Linked DNA regions of Mus musculus: region 1 is linked to region 2. Evidence: chromatin contacts called from public HiChIP or PLAC-seq data. All regions are on one chromosome and are shown on one strand. Each heading gives the region's core, a stretch centred on a gene start, on an enhancer-like site or on the middle of the called end of the contact. The rest is flanking DNA. Distances are from core to core; before and after follow the strand shown. Region 1 has its middle 72 kb from the start of Zfp366. Region 2 holds the start of Zfp366 (zinc finger protein 366).

Region 1 (7,233 bases), core at 275-2,774, 70 kb after region 2:
GGTTCAGAGCCCATGCATGGGGCAGGGCTGGGACAGCCATCTGGATGTGGTAGTGCTTGTAATTCCAGAGCAGGAGGGGAGGGGAGGGGAGGGGAGGAGTGGATCCCCTGTGCTCACTGGCCACGGCCAGCCAGATGAGGCAGCTTGGTAAGCTCCAAGCCAGACCAATAGAAAACCCTGTCTCAAAAAAACGAGGTAGCTAGCACCTAATGATGAATAGCCTTCACACATGTGTACATATAAATACACATGTGTGGATGCGCACATACACACACACACTAAAATGCATACTTTTCTCACCCCTTGATGTGAAGTCCATTTCCTGTCATAATGACTAAAGGGATCAGTTAGAGTCTGTGGCTCCCAGCGTGCTCGTGCTCTCTGCTTGGTGGGTGAGCGGCACACTTACTAAGTACTGCATGGTACAGAATTAAGTCTATCTGTTTCTCTATTTTCGTCTAGATTTCAGTTGGTGAAAAGTGAAGCAGGCAAGAATTGTACAGGCACAGGTGGTGGGAAGAGATGTCAGAGCAGAGTTTGAGACTCTAAGACTATGTAATGCTAGGAAGAACTAAGACTATGTAATGCTAGGAAGAACTAAGACTATGTAATGCTAGGAAGAACTAAGACTATGTAATGCTAGGAAGAACTAAGACTATGTAATGCTAGGAAGAGCCCTTTTATCGCTCCGGCTCCCCAAGCTCCCTCTGATCCAGCCAATACAACAAGTACATAAAAACACTTTCATTCTTAAAAGAGAACTCATGGCCCAAATATATTTTTATTTAAAAAAATAGCTCTTAAAAGTCTAGCTATGAAAAAAAATTTGGTCTAGTGCACACCTTACTTAGTGAGATGGGGAATAAACATGTGTTGTTATGTTACAAGGCACAGAGACAATTGTTCCTGGGCACCTTCTTTAGGAAGAAACCCAAAACAAAAACATGTGGAAGGAATTTGTCTCCACCCTTAAGGAACACACAGTTCTGAGCCAGACTGTGGAGACCAGCAGGACATAGCTAAAGATTAATCAAATATTTCTCCAGAGTCTTGCATTGAAGAACTCTCTGCCCTATGGAACCTAGGTGCACTCACAACCTGCTTTGTTGGAATCTCTCTCTCTCTCTCTATCTCTATCTCTCTATCTCTTTCTCCCTCTCCCTCTCTCCCTCTCCCTCTCTCTCCCTCTCTTCCTCTCTCCCTCCCTCCCCCACCAGTTCTCTCTCATATAGACATGCTCCACACCACACACACACATGCATACACTCAACATACACATACATACATATACCACACACCACATGCACACACACCACACATACACACACACACTGCACATATACGCACTCATACATCACATACACAATCACACACATTTCTTTTTCTTTTCTTTTTGTGTGTGTGTTTTCTTTGTTTTACATCAGTGCAGAGCCAAAAGCAACTTCCACACCCAGCACTACAAATCCCCGCTGCAAATGGAGGAAGACAAGCCCCCGTGGTAGCTGGGGTGTGACCCTTATGGGCTCCCTGGGGGCTCAGTATCAGTGGCGCTCACAGCTTCCTCTTCCCTGGATGCAACAATATATTAAGGGGAAGGAGAGGAAAAAAGGAGGCTGGCTCTTTTCATGATTTTCCTTTTTTAATTTTTGTTGAAAGAGGGCTGTGTTCTCTTGATCCTTCAAACAAATGGAGGGGAAGTGGAAGCCCAAAAGTTTCTCTTATGTTCCCTGGAGAGTGGCTGTGTTTGGAGTATGATGTGGGAAAAGTCCTTGTGTGTCTGCTGCATTGTCATGCTCCACCAAAGTGATCTGCACAGGGAAGCATGGGATAAATAGGATGTCTGTGTCAGGGGAGGGGTAGGGCCCATGACCTCAAATCAAAGGTCTCATTTGTCTATCATCTCTAACACCTCCCCACCTCCACCCTCCATCTTCATTCCCTGATGAAAGAAATGCAAGAACATCCTCTTAGCTTGGCTCAAACAACACTTCCAAGCAGAAGTGTTTCCTCTTCACAGTGCCCCTAGGCAAGACAGGTGACAGGGTAAGAGACTGGCTGAATTATCCACCAAATGATAGAGGCACGGTGGGGGAGCGGCTCTGTTCTGAATTTGTAGGTAGAATCCTTCTTAACTGATGCTTGGCCTATGTAGTAAGTCTCTTCACACAGTGGATCTTAATAAATGAGTGGTCTTTATAAGGAAAATAGATGGGTATATTAAGAGGTATATGGAAGAATCACAAAGCTATTGCTTCCAGGTTAGCGATTCATCATATTAAGCTGGCAAACGACTTTGTTTCTTCTTCTAGAAGGTGGTAAGAGTAAAACAATCTCCAACTTTCTGTGGAATGAAGGGACAGATGAGGTAAAAACCAATTAATCATTCTAGACTTGCAGAGACAATCGCTGTGGTACTTATTATGGTGTGCAGATAGCTTACCTTCCAACCTGTAACAAGTCTAGCGGAGAAAACGGCAGCACTTAGAGTGGCAGGTTATTCAAGTCAGAATAATATGTAAAACACTTAGCTGTCACTTTGCAAGATGGTATCCATACAGGAATGAGTCAATTGCCTTTCCTTACACTTTAAAAACTAGAAAATTCTTATGGGAAGAAAAAGCAAAACTGGAGACAAGGTTAGGCAGAACTTTAAAAACTGCTTGTGGCAGTGGCACTTCCCAGAGGATGTTCAATAAACGTTCATCAAGCAATGACGTATGTCTCTGAAGTGACCACAGATGACAGAGTCTAAGCCACTTAGCAGACACCTTAAGCCCCGATCTGAAGACACAGACAATTGCCTAGACTGTCAAGGGCTTGGGTGCCTGGCACTGGTCATCTCCTACGTAGCTGCAGGAACTCTGTACGTTTGGTCTCAGGTCTGTACTCAAATGTTTTGCTTTACTCCGGCCATGAGGTTTTAGAGCCACTGACTCTGATTCTCCCTGGGGTATTTTCAGAAGATGGTAAGATTGGTAATATGAACTTACCCGGAAGTCTCAAAGAGGAACTCACAAAATGCTGCCACTCAAAAATATACATCCTTCCACTATGATAACTTTCTGGGACAGGATCTATCGTAGCTCAGGTGGGTCTCGAACTTTCGAATGCAGCCAAGGATGGCCTTAGACTTCTGATCCTCCTGCCTCTACCCAACGAATGCTGACCTTACAGACATGCTTTACCATGCCCAGTTGATGTGCTGCTAGCATCAAATCCAGGGCTACACAAGCACTCTCCCAACTGAGCAATACATCCTTAGCCCCTCAACATGGTGAATTCAAACTGTGCATAAAAGTTCCAGAATAGAGGCACGAGGAATCTAGAAACACTGGCACTGCTCAAACATCAAATAAGATAGGCAAAAACTTTGCAGATACATCATTCAAAATCTGGCAACTGGCCAGGGGACTTAGGACAATATAAGAGATATTTTTTTTCAACAAAATCTTTAGCAACTCAGTAAGACAGTGGGAGGTTATACGAATGAAGCCGGGCTTCTGCTTCTCATCCTTCATTTTAATATTATAGAAGATGATTCTAGTGAGCCAAGAGGTAGGTTCCATCTCTCAGTTCCACAAGGAAAAACTATGCCATAAACTGGAAGCTAGACATTGGCATCAAAACCTTATCCCCAGGTCCAGATCAACAGGAAGATGCTGAGCTCAATGGCTTCCATCTCACCAGTCTGTTGGGAAAGATAGGTACTCGAAGTGCCAGGCACAATTGGCCCGTCCATTTCCCCTGGCTCTGTGCTATGGAAAATGGGTACCATCAGGAGACAGCTTAGTGACGCAACACTGTGAGTATAATTACGATAACCACAGGTACTGCCATGGATTTGTATTGAGTTACACAGACTGTATTGTTGACCATTTCTAGTGAAAACTTTACTGGCATTAAGTACATTCACACAATATCATATAGCTATCACATCTATTCATTGCCAGGAAAATTGTATCATCCTAAAGATAAACTTTGTAACTCTCTAGTAAACAGGGTTCTCTAAAGGGACAGAGATGAGGGAGGGAGAGGGAAAGGGAGACAGAGAGAAAGTCCAAGAAAAACAGAGAGGGAGAGAGACAGAGACAGAGAGAGAGGAGGGGGAGGGGAAGGAAGAGGGAGAGAAAATCTGAAAAAGATAGTCTGAGAAAGAGGCAGACAGACAGACAGACAGAGACAGAGAGACAGAGAGAGACAGAAAAACAGTCTGAGAAAGACAGACAGTCCAAGAAAGACAGAGACAGAAAGAAAGACAGTTTGAGAAAGACAGAGTGGGGGTGGGTGTTAAATTGCCTTAAATAACAGGAACTAGGTACTCGAACATTAGCTATCTGTACACTGGAGGCTGAGAACCCAGTAGACCCTCAGTCTGGGCCTCGGCAGACCCAACACAATGTTGGTAGGTTGAAAACCCCTTGAAATCACTTATATCAAGTCCATGTTGGAAGGGTCAAGAGGGGTAATGTGATGTCGGTGGAGAATGACAGATAATGACAGTAGTGGTAGACGCCCTTATTCAGAAAAAAGCAGCCAAGGCAGGCATGTGCTGCCTTTCCCCTGGAGCGCCCTCAGAGCTGGGCTGCCCATCAGAAGACGTTGCTCACCTTGAAGATAGGTCTTCTCCCTGAGTTAATCTCTGCAAACACAAGCTCAGAGGTGTGGCTCCTACGTGATTCCAAAAACTGACAAGTTGACAATGAAAAGCAACTTTCACAAGTCTACTCCTTAGAGACCTGACACCCAACCATGTCTCCTTATACCACGATTAGACTCCAAACCAGCACAATAACAGGGTCATAATTCCACCCAACCTAATAGAATTACCCTATCACGAACTGAAAATGTACTAATTCTCTCAGAATAAATAGCCAAGTCCCTTGAGGAAAGCTTACTATTTTAATATCTCGTAGTTTATATATAATGATATAGATTTAACAACAGGTAACTGCCGGTGCTGATGCCATCATTGTTGTGTTGTATGACAGCGGAATAGGAGAGGCAGGAAAACGAGATACGGGCTTATATGTGTACCCTTAAACCATGAGCCAAAGTAAAGCATGTCTCTGTTAAATTGCTCTTTGCCAGGTGTTTGGTGATAGAAATAAGAAAAACAACTGATGCAAGGCCTATGGGATCTTTGGTATTCTTCCCACGTCCATCACAGGAAAGTAGTTCAGTGGCCCCCGAATCTGGATCAATCACCCTCACTGACTCTGAAACCTCTTTCTTGACCCATACAGACCACTTCCATTTTATGAAGTTTGCTGCTGTGCATGCGGTGTGTCAAATAACACCTAGCTTGTGGTTGGCTCAGGTTGTAGAGTAATTTGGTTGCATGTTGTCAAGCATCCAGTTTCTACTAATGCCCAATGGAAGGCCAAGATCTATTTCTCAAAGGGTGAAAATTGTCTGCAGATGACAGCAGGCCCTGTCTCCAAAAGCCACATGCCTCCACTGTGATCCATACATGGAGGTCTGCCAAAGGCTCCAAACAGTATCCCCGTCTGCCATTGATACCTTGGATACCATCTGGTCTGCTGGACAGGGTTTGCTGCCAAAGCCTATTCCTCTAGAATGGGAGGATTCAGAAGGTATGATTCTAAACCCCATCAAATTGACAATGAAGACCAACCACGACAGTCCATAAGACTCAATAAGTCTTGGTCCCCACCTCCTTGGCCTAGTGGTTCTCTTCTCTTCTCTTCTCTTCTCTTCTCTTCTCTTCTCTTCTCTTCTCTTCTCTTCTCTTCTCTTCTCTTCTCTTCTCTTCTCCTCTCCTCTCCTCTCCTCTCCTCTCCTCTCCTCTCCTCTCCTCTCTTCTCTTCTCTTCTATTCCATTTTACTTCTAACAGCCTAGGCATTCACCTCACTTAATATGATTCATACAACACGATCTTTGTGTCTGGCATGTTTTACTTACACAGTATTTTTAAGGTTCACCTGTGTGGTAGATATGGTAGCCACAACCTCCTCCATGGTTGAAGAATGTCCCATCCTATGTGCTTACTGTTTTTCGCTCCTCCACTTATTTGTTGATGGACACTTGGGTCCTTTTTTACTTAATCCCAAGTGTGGGATCCCTTGTTGTGAAAGCATAGAGAAGGGAGAATCTTTCTTGCCTTCTCCTTTGACTTCGTGCCCCCAGACCTCTCCCTGAAGCAGATCACTCCTCTGAGTGACAGTGACATAAGCCTCCTTCTGTCATGAGTCCAGCCAGCTGTGTGGCATGGATTCCTGGCTAGGATTTGCAGTCATTCCTTCCCTTCGAGCGTCATCAAAGGGCCTCTGCAGGGAAAGTATCCCCCCACCCCCGCACACACCCCCCCCCCGGCTGTGACAGGCCATCAAGTAGAATGGCATTGCCAGGTGCACTTGCCGATGCCCTCAGCACCCAATGACAGCACACTGGTGCAGCTCGGAGGGAGAAAGCCTCCGGTAGATGTTGATTCCAGTGCATTTGGTTCACTTTGGGCCGAGGAACTCTTAACACGTAAAGGAAGAGCAAATTTAGCAGGCAGAGTGCGGAGGCTTTTAAGGTTTTTATTACACAGGCAAGCACCTGGATGATCTGTCAGGCCTGTGGGTGGCATAAATAGCAGTGCTTTTGAAACAGTCCGTGACTCATTAACGGACCATAAAATCAAGTGGGTTGAGACCAGTGTTTTTGCAAAACAAAATAGACTATGGTAGAAAATGCCAGAAACATGTCATCCGCAGTAAAGCCAAGCGCCCTTGATGAGGTTTGAGTCTGATATATGGGGATGGAGATGAATTACACTGTCCAAGTTTTCTTATTGTTGGTTCCCTGTCAAAGTAGTGTGAAAGTCACTTAAACAGAGAGGTACACAATTCTTATCAAAGCGAACCAAGCCCACTCAGGATTGGAGGGATATATGACGATAAGAGACACCCATTTCTTACAGTCATTGGCTTCTACTCAGGCTGTGCAGTTTTACATCGCTGCACAAAGGGCAGAGTCAGAGCCTACTTCAGTCTCTACCTCATGTTCTGACAGCTTCTCTTCTAATAACTGGAACCGTGCCGGGCAGGGAGAAAAGCCAGATAACAACCGCAGCTCTCCTGCATCTCCAAGTAGTGGGTTTGCTCTCAGCTCCTGAAGATGGAATATCAGACCTTTATTTCCTTGGTTATCTCTCCGTGCCTTGCCACAGTTGAGTGGGAACTTTTCTTGACATGATGTCTATGTGGGACACAGTGACAGAATGCTGA
Region 2 (6,656 bases), core at 744-3,243:
TTGCCTCCCCTCTGAAGGCCTCTGCTATTCTGGCCACCTTCCTTCTCTGGTGTCCTCTGGCTTCCCTGGCTTTCCAGTTCCCCTCCCTGCAGAGGCAGGATGCAGAGGAAGGCCAGCAGAGGGCAAGAGCACAGGACAGGACCCAGGGGCAGATGAGTTGTTTGATTTGCACTGCTTTGTGTGAGTTTGGCTGAAGGGCAGAGCTGGTTTTGCTGGCTGTTGGTGCTCTTGCCTATGGGGACAGGGCCACTCATGGCAGAAGTCTCGATGCCAGAGTCAGATGCATGTCAAGAATGAAGCCTGCCCAGTTCTTATAAACATTCAGAGCAGCCTTCTTACATGGCTTCTCTGGTCTTGCACACGTTCAGACAGACAAGCACGCAGGCAGACAGACAACAATGAACATATACTCAGAAAATGTGGGACAAACATTCAATGTTGTAGACCATAGTGCCCAGTTAAAACATAGAGTGGACTCTGAACTAAGCCTCACTTTCTGTGAACCCACCTTTCCTGAGGCAATCCATGAGGTTTATAATCTCCACCTCATTTTTTTTTCAATATCGAGTAAATCAAGGAAGCAGCTTATGACCAATGTTTCTTGTGCCACCACAAAGAACCACACAACTGCTGGTTCCTGTTTGTGGTGACAATGGTCTCAACTGAATGAATGGAGGGTACAAGATTCACAAAGCTAATTAGATGATTTGGGCCCAGCTCCCTCTGTCAATGAAGCCATCACTCACAGAGCCCAGGCTTGCCCACCGGGCTCCAGCTCCCTCTGTCAGTGCATGTATCTCCCTAAAGAGCCCAGGCTTGCCCACTGAGCCCTAGCTCCCTCTGCCACTGCAGTCATCCTTCACAGAGCCCAGGCTTGCCCACTGGGTCCCAGCTCCCTCTGTCACTGCAGTCATCCTTCACAGAGCCCAGGCTTGCCCACTGGGTCCCAGCTCCCTCTGTCAGTGCATGTGTCCCACAAAGAGCCCAGGCTTGTCCACTGAGCCCCAGCCCCATCTTCAGTAAAGGATGCTCACCCCAATTCTTCTGCTCCCACTCGGCTTTCCCCCTCCTCTTTCAGAAACAGAGATTGATTTATCTAGGACCTCAGATGGTTCACAATATTCTCAAAACAAATTAGCACCCTCCCTCCAGTGCTCCTGAGGTGACTACATCCAAGAAGGACAGGACAGTGTAAACAACAGTCGGAATTAACTGTGGCTGGCAACGCCACACTAAGTGGCTTCTTTTCCTTTTTCGTCCATCAGCAAAGATGGAACCGGACTTGGCCCAGCACACAGAGCCCAGTGAGCACTGCATAAATCTGCTGTTTGACTGTGAGGAACTTGAAGAACCTAGAGCCAGGCGAGGAACTGGAGCAGTGCTGGGGTTTCAAAGCAGCTAGGAAAAGTCAGAAGGCCTGGGTGGCCAGGCACTGTGCCCTTTGGTAAAGGCTGCAGGTTCCCTCTTGGTTAGCCCAGCAGCCCAGACTTTCCCTCACTGAGAGTCAGAGTTGACACGACATGATTTGTTCCTTTTGGGCTGTGTCAGTTCTGTAAGGCAGACACCAGAGGCTGCAACCAGGAGAGCCTGCGTTTGTTTGGACAGGACAGAGCCACTCAGGGGTTTTCATGTCCTGAAAGCTCCCAGGGCAGAGAGTATATCTGGGGAATTCGTTTTTGTAAAGATTTTCTTTCTTTCTTTCTTCCCCCTCCCCTTCCAACATTTTGTTTAAGAGAAAATGAGATGTCTATCTTCTGTTTCCTTATTTTTTTTCAGGAAAGCGAAGGGTTGTTGACTTCCGCCCTCTCCCCTCCCTTCCTTCCTTCTTCCCGAAGGTACTCATCTGAGAAAAAGAGAACGGGGTATTGTTCCTGTTCTCCTTCTTAAGTCACTTGAAACACTGTCCCTGCGAGTCCTTTAAGTTCCCTGCAATCGGTACACAAGAGAAAGAGGGAGAGAGAGAGAGGGAAAGACAGAGACAGCCAGAGACCAGGTAAAGCGGTGGGGGCTGCTGCCTCTCAGCCCTCAGGAGCTGGTAAGTGACCATGTACTCCTTTCTACCTTCATTTCAATGTCCCTGTGATGGAGACTGACTGGGCATCTTCCACAGAAACCACCTCCCTGGGCTGCTCTTTAATCAAAAGGTGTGACTGATGGGTGGCCTAGAGTGTAAGCTCATGCCTCGTTGCAGAGGAGAATATTAATGCTTTGCAGAGCTGAGGCTTGCCAGGAGTGGAAATGGAATTGTGTTGGGGCTGAGGAGGTCGCTGTGTTAAATTTGAATTGTTTTGTCATAGGCAACTTGAGTTTACTAGGAACCATTGGGACATGTGGTGTGCCCCACTGGAGGGGTCACTGCTCCCAGGACTGCATTCTGAGAGCCCTCTCAGGGTGTCTGTTGAGAATTGTGATTTGCTCATGGAGTTTTGGTATATTTATTGTCTGCCTTGAAGTGTCTTTCTTCTGATTTTTGTTTGTTTGTTTGTTTCCATTCTGTAGTTCACCTCCCCAAAGTGAACTGTTCATGCATGGCTGTTGCTCTGTCCCTGAAGTAGGAGGGAAAGGGAGGGAATACCTCTTTGGAATAGTGCTGTGTGTGGGAGATTTGGGAGAAAGGTGCCCCATGTGGGTTAAATGTAAATGTACTGTCCACTGTCAACTCGGAGTGTCATGCGCCACACAGAAGAAGGCAGGGATACGAGGGCATTGACTTCAGTTTTGGAAATCAGTGTGTGACTGGACTGGAGGATTTAGATTGATTGCTTGTGTCAGGAAGAATGAAAAGCTAAGCCACAGATGCAATTGAAAAACAGTCACCCAGAGCCTGCTGTTCTAAAGCACCAAATAGAACACGGCAAGGTAGTCAGGCTCATATAGACACTATGCCAGCAGCGGTTAAACGTCCGAGTTGCTTCCATTGCGTTTGACAGAGAGGGTAATGTTACCAAGAAGTTGTTATGGCAAGCCAAGAGGGAGCCGGCATCACGTTGTCAAAAATAGGTTAGCAAGGTCAAGCCAAGACTGGGGCACGGCTGCTATTAATAATTTAATCCAGTGAGGTGCTGGATGGGTAGAAGGCAGTGGCCATGCGTGCTTCTCAAACCATTCATTCCTATGGTATAGACGGGTTGAAATCCTCAGGGTATGAGCAGCATAGTAAAAGTAGTTCGACATTTTGAAATTAATTTGGCCAGATCATGTTTTAACCACAATCGCGTAATTAATCTTTATTTGAAACTGAGCTGTCACCTTAATGAAGATGAGACAGTCTAGTAGATCTGGATGATTAATGTAGGTTTGTTATTTATTTTTTAAAAAGAGACTTTCCCTAGAATCCCCATAATACAATGTACATGGAAGAGACAGGATTAGCAGTTGCCCCTTAAGGATGCAACCAAGTGTAACCTTGGTGGCCTGAGGTGCCTGGCTCTTCCCTCACCTGCCCCAGCCACCACATCCCCATGCATCCCCAGGGCAGCAGCGTCCAGGACGGATGTTCTCGGGCATTTTGTATTAGTACTGGCCAATTGCGACCCCAGGAGAGATGCCGGGTGGCACACAATCCTGCTTGACTCCTTTCGCTTTCATTTCTCCTGATATTATTAATGCCATGCACGATGGATGCGATGGGGGACAAACAGCTTCAGGGCCACTCTAAGGATAAGTCAGGTAAAAGCGGGGAGACTATGTTTGCTGTGGTCCTTCCTGGGGGCCAAGACTAAGGAGCTGAGAGTCATGAGGTCATTGCCAGGATGGCTGCTGGATACTGTGGGGGTGGGGGTGAGGTTCAGGAAAAAAAAAATCCTTCACTGACATTAGCCTAGGCCACTGCTACACAATCTATCTTTTCCTCAGCTCCAAAGAGCGAGTTGACATTTGTGGAAATTTCCAGAGTGATTCTTCTCTAGGGACATCATGGGCTCCTTTTTGATAGCATGGGAAATTCCAGTTTGGAATGATCCAGAGCCTTGCTCATACAATAGTTCACTAATTAATTTTATGCCAAAATGGTACCAACAGCTAAATTACCAACGTGTCATCTGCATTTGCAGGGTGCTAACAGTTGAACTTAGGATGTGTGCTAGGCACATGTTCTTCTACCAGTCTCTGCCCCACGCTCGGTTAAGTATTGCTTAGATCACATCATGCATGCTCTGTCTCCCACAGGGCTGTGTGAGCATGCATGACTCAAGTCAGAACAAGAAGAGTGTAAAACGGATGGGACACAGCGAAACAAGCTGAGCTAGAGTTTCAAATTTGTCATTTACTGATGGGGACAGGGGTTTGGATCGGGTCTCTAAGCTAAGTCTGTGTCTCCCAAATGTAAAACTGCTTTCATACAATATATTCTGAGGATGAAGTGAAACCACAGCTAGGAAGCAGCTAGCACAATACTAGGGAACTCGCAGGAGTCAGCCACTGTCAGATCTTTTTCAGACTCATATATTAATACTTAGGTGGTTGGCCTGGGTTTTGACAAATTGAGAAAATAGACTAAAATTTTGTCATGTATTTATTCTTGATACTATACCAACGATCTATCAGAAGAAATCATTCCTTATAATTTTCAAGTCGGGCACACACTGAATACGCATATTCCGAGCCTTGAAATCACATGACACAAAAGCCCGGTATTGTTGGACATGCTCATGTCCATCCGTCTTGAAGGCACAGGTGCGGTGGACCTTAGCTGCATGTAGTGACAGCGGCACTCCAGCCTCCACTGTTGGGAAAGGCTTCCTTTAGGACCACACTTCTGTCCTGGGATGCACGTGGGAAGAGAGCTGAAAGATGCTACGGACATCGGTACTTCCTCCCACCCACTTCCCCATGTTCATGGTTTTCACTGCCGTGACCTCTTCCCTGACTGTGCAGGACTGTAGACGATGGTGGCCATGCCACAACTTACAGGGGGAGAAGAGCAAGTGGAAGTGACATAAGGTGCTGTTCCCTCTTCCTAACCATCCAGCATCGAGCTCTCACCCCCAGATTCATCAGTAGCAAGGTGTCAGCCACGGATGTGTGCACTGGGTTGGGGAGGAGGTGTGTGTGAACCAACTGTTGTTTCTCTCTCTCTCTCTCTCTCTCTCTGTCTCTCTCTCTCAACTTCACCACCAGCAAGTCTGTTAGCTCATCAAATAAAAATGATACTTTTATTTAGCTCCCAAACTTCCCTCCACGTTCCAAAAACAGAACAGGCAACACCAAACGAGCCGGACTCCACCACCCAGAGCTGGACTCTACCACCCAGAGCCCAAGCTCCTGAGACCCTTGCTTTAGAGTAAAGGCTCTGATACAATGGAGACTGATTCGGACACCAACCTAAGAAGCACAAATTCAAGCTGGGCACCCCACCCCACTGTGCAAAAAGTGCCTTTCAATGTGGGGTGGTGCGGAGAAAAAGGCCAGATTGGAAGTCAGACCATATGTGTTCTGATCCAGCTCTGTACTCCCTGACCGATACCTTACCGGATTTCTTTACTTGCTTGGACCTCTGATCTCTCTGTGGAGAATGACAGGGTTGGATAAAGTCAATGATGAGAGTAGGTGAGAACCACAGAGAGGGACCAGCTTGTCTATTGTCATATCAGGACCTAGAATAGCACATAGCATACAATGATGAAAAAGAATATTTGTTGAATAGATGAATTATAAACGAATGGGCTGTCCAGTGGAGTGAGCTCTCTTTATATGACACCAAATGAAGCAATTAATTAGTTAAGGGAGGACAAAAAACAGGTCAAGCTTTGGGCCAAGGGAAGGTCGAGCCAGTCCCACACTGCCGGCTTGGCAGTTCTACACTCGAGCTGACTGGCATCCTGTGAGTTTGTTCTACTGTAACGTATGGGGCTGCCGAGAGTGTATTAAAGGGTCAAACTGGCAGGTAACCCACCTATTTGCTCATGGGAGATAAAGACTTATCAGAGAGATTCACGGAGAGACTATTGGCTGCATCTCATATTCCATTCGTCTTCTGGGCAGATGACGGGTGAGCAAATTGTTTTTGGCAAGAGAAAGAATGAGTATTTGTTTTCCCTTGGCTGAAGAGCTATGAGGCAGGATTCAGCCTTGAGGGAATGAAGGCAACACTCTTGTGAATATCGAAGGCAAGGCTTTGCATGCAAATTAAAAGAGGACCACAGCTGACAGAGCACAGCACACTATGGGGCGAACTCAGGAGAGAAGTGGGAGACCCTTGTGGACTGCACTTCACTTCATTAAAACCTGTTAAGACAGGCAAAATTGGCTGGTGCCGGCCTCACATGTATTTGGTAAATTTAGAGTGGTAAATACAAATGCTTGACAGCAAGTTGGGATTGTGGGTGATATTCATAATATTTGACAACAGCGCCAGGGTTTCTACTATTGTAGTAAGGCCCGTCAAAGCTCTGTCTGTCTATGTTGATGAATCCTGTCTCCTTAGGCGCAGGGCCACACACAAAGGCCACTCTGGTTTACTCACCTGTTTTCTTTTATATATTATGGCCCTGTGTTGCCCTCCTTCTCTGTGTGTGTGGGTACCAAGTCAGGGACTGATGAAACCAGAGATTATATGTGTGGCAGAGTTCTGACCAGGTTTGGGACCTGCTCAATGCTCCACGTGCCTCAGAGCATCCTGATGTAGGTGACAGGGGTCTTGCTCTTTCATCTTCTAC

The links. HiChIP or PLAC-seq counts read pairs in DNA pulled down with a chosen protein or histone mark.
Region 1: a contact with region 2 is called in an H3K27ac HiChIP or PLAC-seq map of heart atrium, with 15 read pairs. The contact joins the enhancer-like site here to the promoter of Zfp366 in region 2. A contact is called at or near these places in 5 of 39 promoter capture datasets (Sertoli cells, embryonic stem cells, hippocampal neurons and 1 more), 10 of 484 Hi-C or Micro-C datasets (the HL-1 cell line, the N1E-115 cell line, Th1 cells and 5 more), 3 of 115 datasets of contacts at active chromatin or transcription factors (embryonic stem cells, heart atrium and neural progenitor cells) and 3 of 9 other capture datasets (adipose tissue, liver and pancreatic islet).

The regions. Positions count from the first base shown.
Region 1 is chr13:99,253,412-99,260,644 of GRCm38.p6, forward strand. No RefSeq gene overlaps it. Among named protein-coding and RNA genes, the nearest start is that of Zfp366, 72 kb to the left of the region's middle. Within about 2 kb of position 1,525, at least 9 of the 459 cell types and tissues checked have an H3K27ac peak or open chromatin away from gene starts, as enhancers often do. A contact at or near this core is called in adipose tissue and heart atrium, where this site is marked.
Region 2 is chr13:99,182,830-99,189,485 of GRCm38.p6, forward strand. Zfp366 (zinc finger protein 366) reads left to right here and starts at 1,994. Exons shown (of 5, transcript NM_001004149.1): 1 at 1,994-2,035.